2 separate regions of the Zea mays genome follow, and region 2 is linked to region 1. The links are chromatin contacts, called in public Hi-C maps. All regions are on one chromosome and are shown on one strand. The core of a region is the stretch at or near the end of the contact, and the rest is flanking DNA. Distances in the headings are between cores, read along the strand shown. Region 1 overlaps LOC111589306 (a long non-coding RNA gene). Region 2 holds the start of LOC100280136 (Auxin response factor 16).

Region 1 (4,690 bases), core at 1,379-3,878:
AAAGCAAAACAAGCAATTACAATCTTCACATGTCTGCTTATTTCGTACATTAGGAGTCCTCGTAGCACATGCCACCTTAATTTGAGAAGTCCAAAAGTCTCTTCCACAGTTTACACTTCCATAGTAACTATATTTCACAGACTTGAGTGGTGGAAATTGAACTTTTCTTCCACAGTTTCTGCTCGTCTTCAATGAAAATCTTCTAAGTGATATCTTTGACTCCGATATGGTGGCAAGTAAGCTTCGCAAATTGAATAACCACCATCCACTAGATAATACCTCCCTCTACACAAACAAATAAACTTAGAAAAACATTACTAGATCGTAATTAAAAAAACATATGCAATGCCAACATAACATGCCACCATACCTGCTGGTGGGTGTGGATAATTAGCATGATTGTTCTACCGTCATTACCATAATATATGCACATAACTCCTGATAAAGTTTATGAAATATTGTAGACATAATACCTAACATATCTAAACTAGACTACATCCGTGAAAAGATGTCTGCAAGGAGCAGGATGGTTTTGTTCTTGCGATGGAATGTGATGTAATACAGTGCAAGAGACCGTAGATCCCTCGTGTTGTCCTGCAAGCCAAGAAAAATTTGTTAGCTACACATTAGTACCATATGCTGCCTTATGGCAAAATATAAAACGACATGATAAATTTGTACGTACTGGTTGTATGTATGCCTTGACAGATCCATCGATGCAGTCATAATAGTGAATGTATCTCATAACAGTGAAGGTAAACATTTGAGTTACGCTGATATGTAAATATGAGATGCAGGAAAGCAGAATTATAGTTTATGTAACATTTGAGTTACGAGAAGGTTTGCTTCCAGAATCTGGGCATAAAATGAATTTATGTAATGCAAACTATACAGATTGACAGATAGTGTTCTTTAATTAATGAGCAGCATAATCGCAACAAAGAAAACTATATAATGGCTGCATCGATTATACTGTCATCAATTTATGATAGTTCAACCAAAAAATGTGTTATCAATTACAAAGCTAGACCATTAAAGAAAATTGTGAGGCTAAAATAATGTTAGTCGTTATTACAATGAATCCAGGGACCAAAACTTCTTTTACAAAAGGTTATAACTGCCCTATTAATTCATCTATTTTCTTCTAGGACATTTATCTCTTTCTTGCTATTTTTTCTTGAACTATTGTGTGCATGTAATGCAAACTGAGCACATTCTTAGAATCTAAAGGTTAAAAATGATATCAAATCTAAAAAATGTTTGTGGAGATAAAACATATATAACAATTTGCAGAAATATCTTATTACCATTTCATAGAACTTGCAGAAATATCTCAGCATGTGGTAATATATAACATCACCGACAGCAGTTCCTCGAACGCCGGCTCGTCGCGGGTTCCAGCGTGCAGTCGGCTCGCAGGCGTCTCGGCGGTGTCCACGACGGAGGGGATGGGGGAGCAGGCAGTCACGCAGAATCGTCACAAAGGGCATCACAAATCCTGCTGGAGCCCCCACAAAACAGCTACATGAGGTTGAGAAGCTGCTGGATCCTGAACGCCGCAGTGTTTGTCAGCGTGAAGGCCTACCTGCGAATGGCCCTATCAGTCGCAGCCCCCATCACGGAGGACAACATGGATTAGAGGGAAAGAGCGTGCGGGTGGGCAGGAGGCATGGTCCAGGAGCTGGGATTTGAGGATGAAGAGGAGGCGGGTGAGGGTTCGTGTGGGGAAAGGAGGTAAGGTTAGGGAGGGAAGAAAATGAGGGAAACAAAGGGAAGGCACCTTTGGAACGATGACGGGGAGGCGATCCGCCATGGATCTCGTCTATGGGGATGCTTGTTCGCCGCGGTCGAGCTGGCTTCGCCGCACTCACTCGTGTCGCACAACCGCCGCCACTGAAAACCTAGTCTGAGCCATCGCGGAAGGCCATGTAGAGCGGTTGGTTTTATACGATGGTACATGAGCGTAAACATTATAGTGGGTGGACCGGATGGTGCGCCTGGTCAACCGGACGGGTGGTCGGGGCTTTCTATAGTTAAGCAGAGCACATGACTCTAAATACATATACTATATACTATATATATTTATATAATGTGTGTGTAAATTCAGTTTTGTTTGAAAATTTATAAAAAAGCGGGAAAACTTCAACTGACAGTCAAATAAAGAAAACCGCCAGTAGATAGTGTATTTCCACCGGTGGTTTTATTAAGCAAACCGTGAATTCTATTTGTAGTGGTGGTTGTCTTGACCAACCACTAGTGGATATGATGTTTTCACTGGCGGTTTGGTTCCAAAACAACCAACAATAAAAATACCGATTTCCATTGTCTCATAGCACTGACATCACTGAAAATGCTAGTGCAAATAGGTGTGGGACAGCCACTATAGCTTTTATGTGCAAGTGGTATCTACGGTTTTGTACCTCGAAATAGTGCTGTCACATAGCCGGCTGGGCTTGATGATGACCTTGTCATGCATTCGCGTACGACACTACGACTGCTTGGTATTTTGTCAGGCCGTATAATTCCAGAGTAGCAGGCAACAGGCGTATATTGGCAGTCTAGGACACGGCTGCCCGATGGATACCCAGTCCTACGTACAGTAGTACCAGGGTACTCCTAGTCCTCGCTCTGTCATGCGCGCAGGCTTTACGAAATCAAGGCTCGGATCCCCCAGAAGATCTCGCTGCTGGTGCTGGGGGCGCGCGCAGAATTAATTGCAGGGAGAATATTTTACTGCGTGCAGAATTACACAATCGGCCAGACCCGTCAAGACAGAAAGTAGCAGCAGTACTACCGTCTACCAGTACCAGACACACACAGCAGCTGACCAGCTGTTTAAGATAGATACCCTATATATTATTGACTCTCTCTCAAAAAAAGGGAAAAAAATAGAACATGCAATTGTCAAATTGAAGGGACAGGCTTCATGGCTATATACAATATTGGGATGTATTTGGTTCACTGACTAAAGTTTACTTTCGTGTCACATAAAATAAAATGGCTAGCCTAGTACATGTCGCATAGCTAATGTCATCCTGTCCTCTTCATGCGTGTGCTACCTCAGGCTAGCTTGATTGTCTTGTCTGTAGTCTGTCTGTCTGTACCGCCACGAGAAGGAAAAGCTGTGACGCATACTACGCTGAATACATGGATCCGTGTGGCCGGACGGTCCATGTACCTGCGTGGGTGTGCGCGCACTCGTATAGTAGCTGGACGAAGAAGAAGATGTGTGAGCGTGTGTATAGTGGCTGGATGGATGAAGAGCACAAAGGCACTGTAGTCTGGTTGAGCGTCGCGTTTCCAGCTAGGGCCGCATGCACTGCCTGCGTCCTTGCGAACGCATGTGAGTTAAGTGTCCCGCCGCTTTACGATCATCCTGCTGTTTCAATTCAGAAGCGCGTACTATGTGCCGTGACTACCACGCGCGCGTGGGCGGAGCCGGCGGCGGCGGCACGCTGTGCCCTGCCCTGTGACTGGGACGCGAGTGCATCTGCATCCGCACGGGGACGCCGCGCTTGCCGGTCTCAACGGCAATCCTCGCCTCGGGATCCAACCCAAACAGAATTCAGCAAAATTAAAGGTCTCCCTGTCTCCAGAGGGGAACTGCTACGTCCACGCAACCAACAAGGCCCAACTTGGGGATCGATGCCATTGATTAATAATTATGCCGAAATCGGCTAGCGGCCGAGAACAGCAGTTTAAGCTAGCTAGCTACAGATCTTGTCGAAAATACGAGGGAAAAAAAGGCAGATCAGAAAACAGATTATTATTCTGATGCAGTGATGCTCGAGCTAGCTACACTAACATACGCGTTCTTCGCAGCATGCAGTCACGATATCTGTTTGGTGTTTAGTACCTGTACTACTACTAGGATTGTCGTGTTGATTGATGATAATCTGTCCGGACTCCGTCGATCCGGAGGAGGAGCCGGCCGGTGAACGAAGAAGCCCGGCCTCTCTCGCTCACGCCGATCCATGTATAATCGCGCGCGCGCGCGTCTAGGGATCGGCGCGTCAGCAGGGGGCCATCATCGTCGGTGCGTGGACGCGTGAAACAAGGCCGGCCGGCTTCTCGTGTCGTCTCGTGTCAGCAGTGGGCTTTTGACTAGCTAGTGCTACTAGAAACGAAGAACCTGCATGGCTGGCGCGTGAGGCCGGCCGGCAGAAACGTAGGAGACCGCGGCCGTTGTTCCTGGGTCTGGAGTAACGTAGTACGTTGGAACGAAGCGAAACGCGAGGGACGCCTGCTCCATCAGCGGTGACGACGACGGTCGGTCATCAGTCCGGCCATGTGGACGTGGTGCCCCGACGACAGGCCGGCACTCACTCAAATCGCGTCCATCAGTCACGCGCTCACGCCGAGCTCCGGACACCATGGGCCGGGCCCGGTCCCTTGTGTCTTTTCCAGCGGGCCACAATAAGCGCGCGGTTTACGACATGGTTGCGTGCTACGTGGGTGGGCCGAATCGTTTCGTCATTGAAAAAAAAGGCCCCGTTTTGCCTCTCTAAACGACCAAGTTCAGAGTACTTTACGATTTATTAGTTTGGTGGTTTTCATGTTAAACTCAATGCGGTTTTCATATGGCTTGAAATAATTTTCGTCTTAGATTTTCATGTTTAACTCAATGATGTGGTGGTGCCCCGACGACGACAGACACTCAAACTGCGTCCGTCGCTCACGCCGAGCTCCG
Region 2 (5,055 bases), core at 2,367-4,866, 100 kb before region 1:
AATTCGATGCGAAATTACTAAACCATGCCCGCCGGCCGCCGATCCCAGCTCCGGCCAGGTGAGAGCACCGAGCAGTCCATGCCTTTTTTTTTTTTTTGTTTACTTGATGATAGAGTAGTAGAGTAGAGACACAAGAGGCAGAGGAACAGAGCGAGAACAGAGAATACTTGAGCATCCCAGACAAACCAACCAACTAACCAAAGCACCTTAGTTATATCAAAAATACAAAAAAATAATAATAATCTTTCAGTAATCGCGTTCGCAAATCAACGGTCCGATGTACACAACACATCCGATCAGTCACTGTGACCAAAGGCAGCTGCATTATGGTTATGGCCACTTGAACTGACAGCAGAAGCAGCAGCATCAAGGTGTACGTACGTACTCCACTACTGTAGAGCTACTAGTCCGACAAATCTTTGGTCCTGGATCAGACGCACGCACGCGCTCCCGTTCCGGGGCGCCTCCCACTCCCAACCGAAACTGCCGAACCGCCGTCTCCTTGAGACTGGACTCTACCTCGCTAAGCTGTCGCTGCTCTCGTCCGTCAGTATGGTCAGCCTCCGGGCGGTCTTGGTGAACTCACTGCACATTCACAAGCATGTTACAAACCAAGCGTACATCAGTACCGTCCAGGCGTCCTAGTCCTAGCTTTCAAGCAATTCAAAGCCAAAGTACCCCCAATACTAATAGGATGCTTCCAAGGAAAGAACAGCCTGCCGCGAGGGTACGGAGTACGCACGGACGGACCTGAAAGGCTCGTCGCCAGGGTGCTTGAGCGCTCCGGAAGCGTCGTCGCGGTAGAACACGTGGCTGGTCAGCTCGGCCTTGTCGACGCCGAACATGTCGGCGAGCCTCTGGTAGAGCTCCTCGTACGACGCGACGGCGGAGAGGTCCAGCGTGCGCCCGACGTCCTCCGACTGCATGAACACCTTGCAGTGCCCGAGGAGGTCGTCCTCAGAACCTGCCGCCCTGTTGTTGCACTCCTCCTCCTGCCAGCACGCCCGCGCCGCCGGGCCTCCGCCACTGGACGTGCCGTCCTGGTTGCTCCTCCCAGGGCTCGACACGTCCGAGTTGCTCACCGTCCTCTCGGCCACGTCGTCGTCGTCGTCGGAGGGGCTCTTCTTCGCCAGCGCCGGCACGACATTGCCGCCGCCTAGCGATATCTGCTGCTCGGTGAGGATCGCTTTCCCGAAGAGCATCAGCTGCGGTGCCGCCGCCGTGGACGCCTTCTTGACGTCTGACGGTGGCTTCTTGCTCTTTGGGGTGCCGATGGTGAGCAGACACGAGACGTCGTCTCGGGCCGCCGGGTGGCCGCCGACGATGAGCCCGGCGGCGATCCTCGGCTGCTGCACCTGCACCTGCACGCCGTGGTCGAGCTGGCGGTGGAGCCCGTGCGGTGACAGGCCCGGCTGCAGCTTGTTCAGGTGGAGATCTGATAAGGATATGCCGAATTGAGCATGCCTGGCTCCCTGTATGCCTGCAGGAGTGCCGTCCGGGAAGTAGCACATCGGGCCACCGGCGCCGCCACGGCCGAGGAGGGGGCTTCCGTGGAACATCGGCGCCGGGAACTGGCCCTCCAGCGGAAGCTCCGGGTACAGTGGGACGCACAGCTTCTTCCTGGGCGGCGAGAAGGGCGTGGCTGTGAGGTGATGGATGACCGGCATGTTCGACACCAGCTCAACCAGCCATGGGCTCACCCTCTTCACGTTCTGTAACAGGTCCGGCTCATCCCAGGCGACCTGTCCCCGGCACACACACAAATCATCAGCATGCATTGCCGCAAGCAAATCATCAACTTTGATAGTTATGGAGCTTGGTTCGTTTACCTGGAGAAGCCTCCAGGGTGAATTGGGCCATCGGATGGGGTCAGCGACGTGCACGGCGGAGACAGTGCCCATGAACCAGCTGATCCGGGACGAGTCCTCCGTCTCGAAGGCCATCTTGAACCTCATCCCGGGGCACCACTGGGTGCGCATGGCGGCGCGCACCGCCCCCGCCTTGACGCAGAACTCTGGCGTGCTCGCCCTCGGGTAGTACACCACCTCGAACGGCTGCCCGCTCACGGCCAGGTTAGCGGCCTCGACGACCTCCTCTGGCCGCACCCGCACCCTGGCGGCCTTCCCCCTCGTGGCGGCCGCGGCCATCATCTTGCCGCCGTCCTCTTCCCCTCGCAGGAACATGGAGAACCCGGCGTACCCGCCGCCCTGCGGCGGGGGCGGCTGCTGGTGGTGGTGGTGCATGAACTCCGGCCCTCCGATGCCGCCCTTCTTGGCGCGCCGGATGCCGACGCAGAGGTCCCCGTTCTCCGTCCGCATGAACACGATGGAGTCCCCCGCGACGAGCTTCTTCTGGTTCACGAAGGTGCTCCAGCCGGTGGTGAGCAGGTGGCGCCGGGGCGTGCCGCGGTAGATGTGGCGGAACTTCCAGACCACGCCGTGCACGTCCTTGGCGAGCACGGTCTGCACGGGGGGGTCGGCCGAGTAGTCGAGCCGCGGGAAGATGGTCTCGGCGCAGTAGCGCGGCACGGAGAAGCCCCCGCCGTTGTTGGCGTCGGACTGCGTGAGCGTCTTGGCGAAGGACGCGGGCTTGTCCTCCTGCGCGCCCGACGCCGCCGCGGCGCCAATGGCGTCGTCGGCGTAGCCCGGCTCGTTGGGACGGACCGGGGCCAGGCGGATCTTGGCGAAGACCTCGTCGGTGTCCGGATCGGCCATGAAGCGGACGGCGGCGACGCGGCAGAGGACGAGCGCGGGGACCCGGCCGGCGGGGAGGTCCACGGGGCCCTGCGCGTGCTCCGCGTGGCCCTGCGGGAAGTAGTACACCTTGGAGTGCACCGCCGGCATCTGGACCATCCCGCCGGCGCAGGCGTGCCACAGCTGCGGGTCCAGGCACCTGTCACTCTCCCGCTCCCGCTCCATGGCCGCCGAGTCCACGAAAGTAATCATCTCCCACCGCCCACGGCCACGCTACCCGACCCGACCCAACCCGTAGCCGGAGGCGATTTCAGCGGAATTGGGCAAGATCTCCACCCACCGCGACAGCCTTTATGGATGAAATTTCACGCCTCCTCCACTAGCACGAGAAGAAGCCTTTCCGCTGGACAGCCGCCATCACCACCACCATCATGATCAGAGCCTACCGCTGAAGAAAAAGGCTGGGGGAAAAGAAGCAGCGGGAGGGGGGGTGAGAAGAAAGCAAGGGGGGTTTTTTTTTTCTTCGTTGGCCTCCGCCTCAGAAAATCTTGCAGGGAAAGGGAACCCAGGCAGCAGCACGGCAGGAGCACCACAAGATTGCCGAATTCATCCGGTCAGTCACTCACCTCCGGGCTTTGGCAGGCAGCAGCAGCTTCAGATCCCTCCAAAGCAGGGGCAGCGACGTATTCGGGGGGGCAAAATCGGAACAGCTCGACAGGGCTCGTCGTCTCCCTCCCTCGCTCGCTCCTCTCTGCTGCAGCCTCTGCAGCGCTTTGCCTCCCCACCCACAGGCTCTCTCAGGTGAGCAGCAGGCTCAGATTCCCCCAGACTGCAGCTGACATGGGGTTCAGCAAAACAGCTAAATAGAGAGAGAGAGAGGTCAGAGGAGGGAGAAAGGCAGGCAGTCAAGAAGGCGGGGAAGCAGCAGCCAATTCTGCATCTGAAGCAAGTACCACTGCCTACTAGTACTACTACCACTAAACTCCTGGTTAGTAGTGGCTTAATTAATTGTTTATTAATACCTTTTTCAGTTGCGCAGCCAAAGTGCCAGCGCTGATGATGATTTTTCTCTCCCCCCCACCGCACGATGAGCTGCATCATTGTACCATTATCCACTGCTGTCCCGTAGCCGTTCTCTGCTCTCTCTCTCTGAAATCTCAATCAGCATCAGAAGGAAACAAACAGACGGGACCACACGCTAAATCGACAAGTGTTGTTGTTTTCATCCTAGTGTTAGACAATAATGCGATGCTTTTTTTTCCACGGAGCTACTAAGCGTGTGTGTGTATACTGTATACACACACGCGCGCGTTCTCTTTTTCTTTTGTTTTATTTAGCTACCTTTTGAAAACTCTACTACGCCTGAAAACGCACAGGCCGAAACTTTTTGGAATGGCCGACTTGCATGACCGGCGGCACCGGCCGTGTTTCCGCAGCTTTCTCGTGACCACGACACATGGAGGGGATGGACTGAATCCGTGACTCTTCTTCTTCTTCCCGAGGGTTTCGTTTACGGCAGAACAGATTTTTTTTTTTCACCGGAGCTCATGGCGGCGTGGGGTGTTGATGAGTGTTGATGGGTGGCAGCTTTGCTTTGCTCGGTGTCGGTGATCATTGCCATGGAGCAGTGCTGCTGCTAGCTTTTCGTCGGATGAGGGGAAAGGAAAACTGGCACATGGTTTGACCTCAGTCGCGGTGGAACGAGCCCGGCCGACGAGGGCTACGAGTCAGTCACGGGGAAGCACTGTACATACCAGCTGAAGGAGAGGAGACGACGACGACGACGAGACGAAGAAGAAGAAAGCATGACGCCATCCTCGGCACAGGATTTCAGAAAGAAGAGCAGCAGCGACCGGTGGTGCCGCAAAATGGGCCAAGTTGCGGCCGTGTCCTCGCGCCCCGCTCTTAATTCTGACGTACCACATGTCGTTCCGACGCTGTCAAAAGATGGATCTCGATTCAGCTAACCACCGCACCTCACCGCACGCACGCGCACCTCGTCCCCCATGTACACGCGTCATCGCTTCTTCATCCTTAAAGAAGCGACGAAAATAATGCATGAACGGGCCTCGTCGTGTCGGCCTGGCGATTTTCCTTTTCGTTTCAACGGAACACGAACCAGCAAGCATGCAGCAGACCAGGGAACCATCGGCAGGCGGTTCCTGGTCATTAGTTCAAGTGTCGCTGTGCCATCTGGGACAGACGGCGGACAGGCGTGTAGTGTGTGGTCAAGTCGCTCGCGCTGTCGCCGTCGGCGACGTTGGCACACGGCCGGCCCTTCCCGGCGGGCGATTGGTCGCGTGGGAATGCCCAGCCCAGGTCACCTTGATGGCGGGGTGGAGTGGACTCGTGCTCTGCGGTT

What was found. A called contact is a pair of places that touch in the nucleus more often than the background predicts.
Region 2: a Hi-C map of root tip shows a contact between it and region 1, with 6 times the contacts expected there. The contact joins the promoter of LOC100280136 here to the enhancer-like site in region 1. A contact is called at or near these places in 13 of 25 Hi-C or Micro-C datasets (bundle sheath, ear, endosperm and 5 more) and 1 of 3 datasets of contacts at active chromatin or transcription factors (leaf).

The regions. Positions count from the first base shown.
Region 1 is chr5:50,833,944-50,838,633 of Zm-B73-REFERENCE-NAM-5.0, reverse strand. It overlaps LOC111589306 (a long non-coding RNA gene), which reads right to left. Exons shown (of 3, transcript XR_004849418.1): 2 at 686-1,501; 3 at 1-594. Among protein-coding and RNA genes, the nearest start is that of LOC111589306, 4.5 kb to the right of the region's middle. Within about 2 kb of position 2,628, at least 14 of the 20 cell types and tissues checked have an H3K27ac peak or open chromatin away from gene starts, as enhancers often do. A contact at or near this core is called in ear, endosperm, leaf mesophyll and 2 more, where this site is marked.
Region 2 is chr5:50,934,473-50,939,527 of Zm-B73-REFERENCE-NAM-5.0, reverse strand. LOC100280136 (Auxin response factor 16) reads right to left here and starts at 3,616. Exons shown (of 4, transcript NM_001361024.1): 1 at 3,320-3,616; 2 at 1,830-3,154; 3 at 751-1,742; 4 at 171-585. The coding sequence starts at 2,945. The coding sequence ends at 516.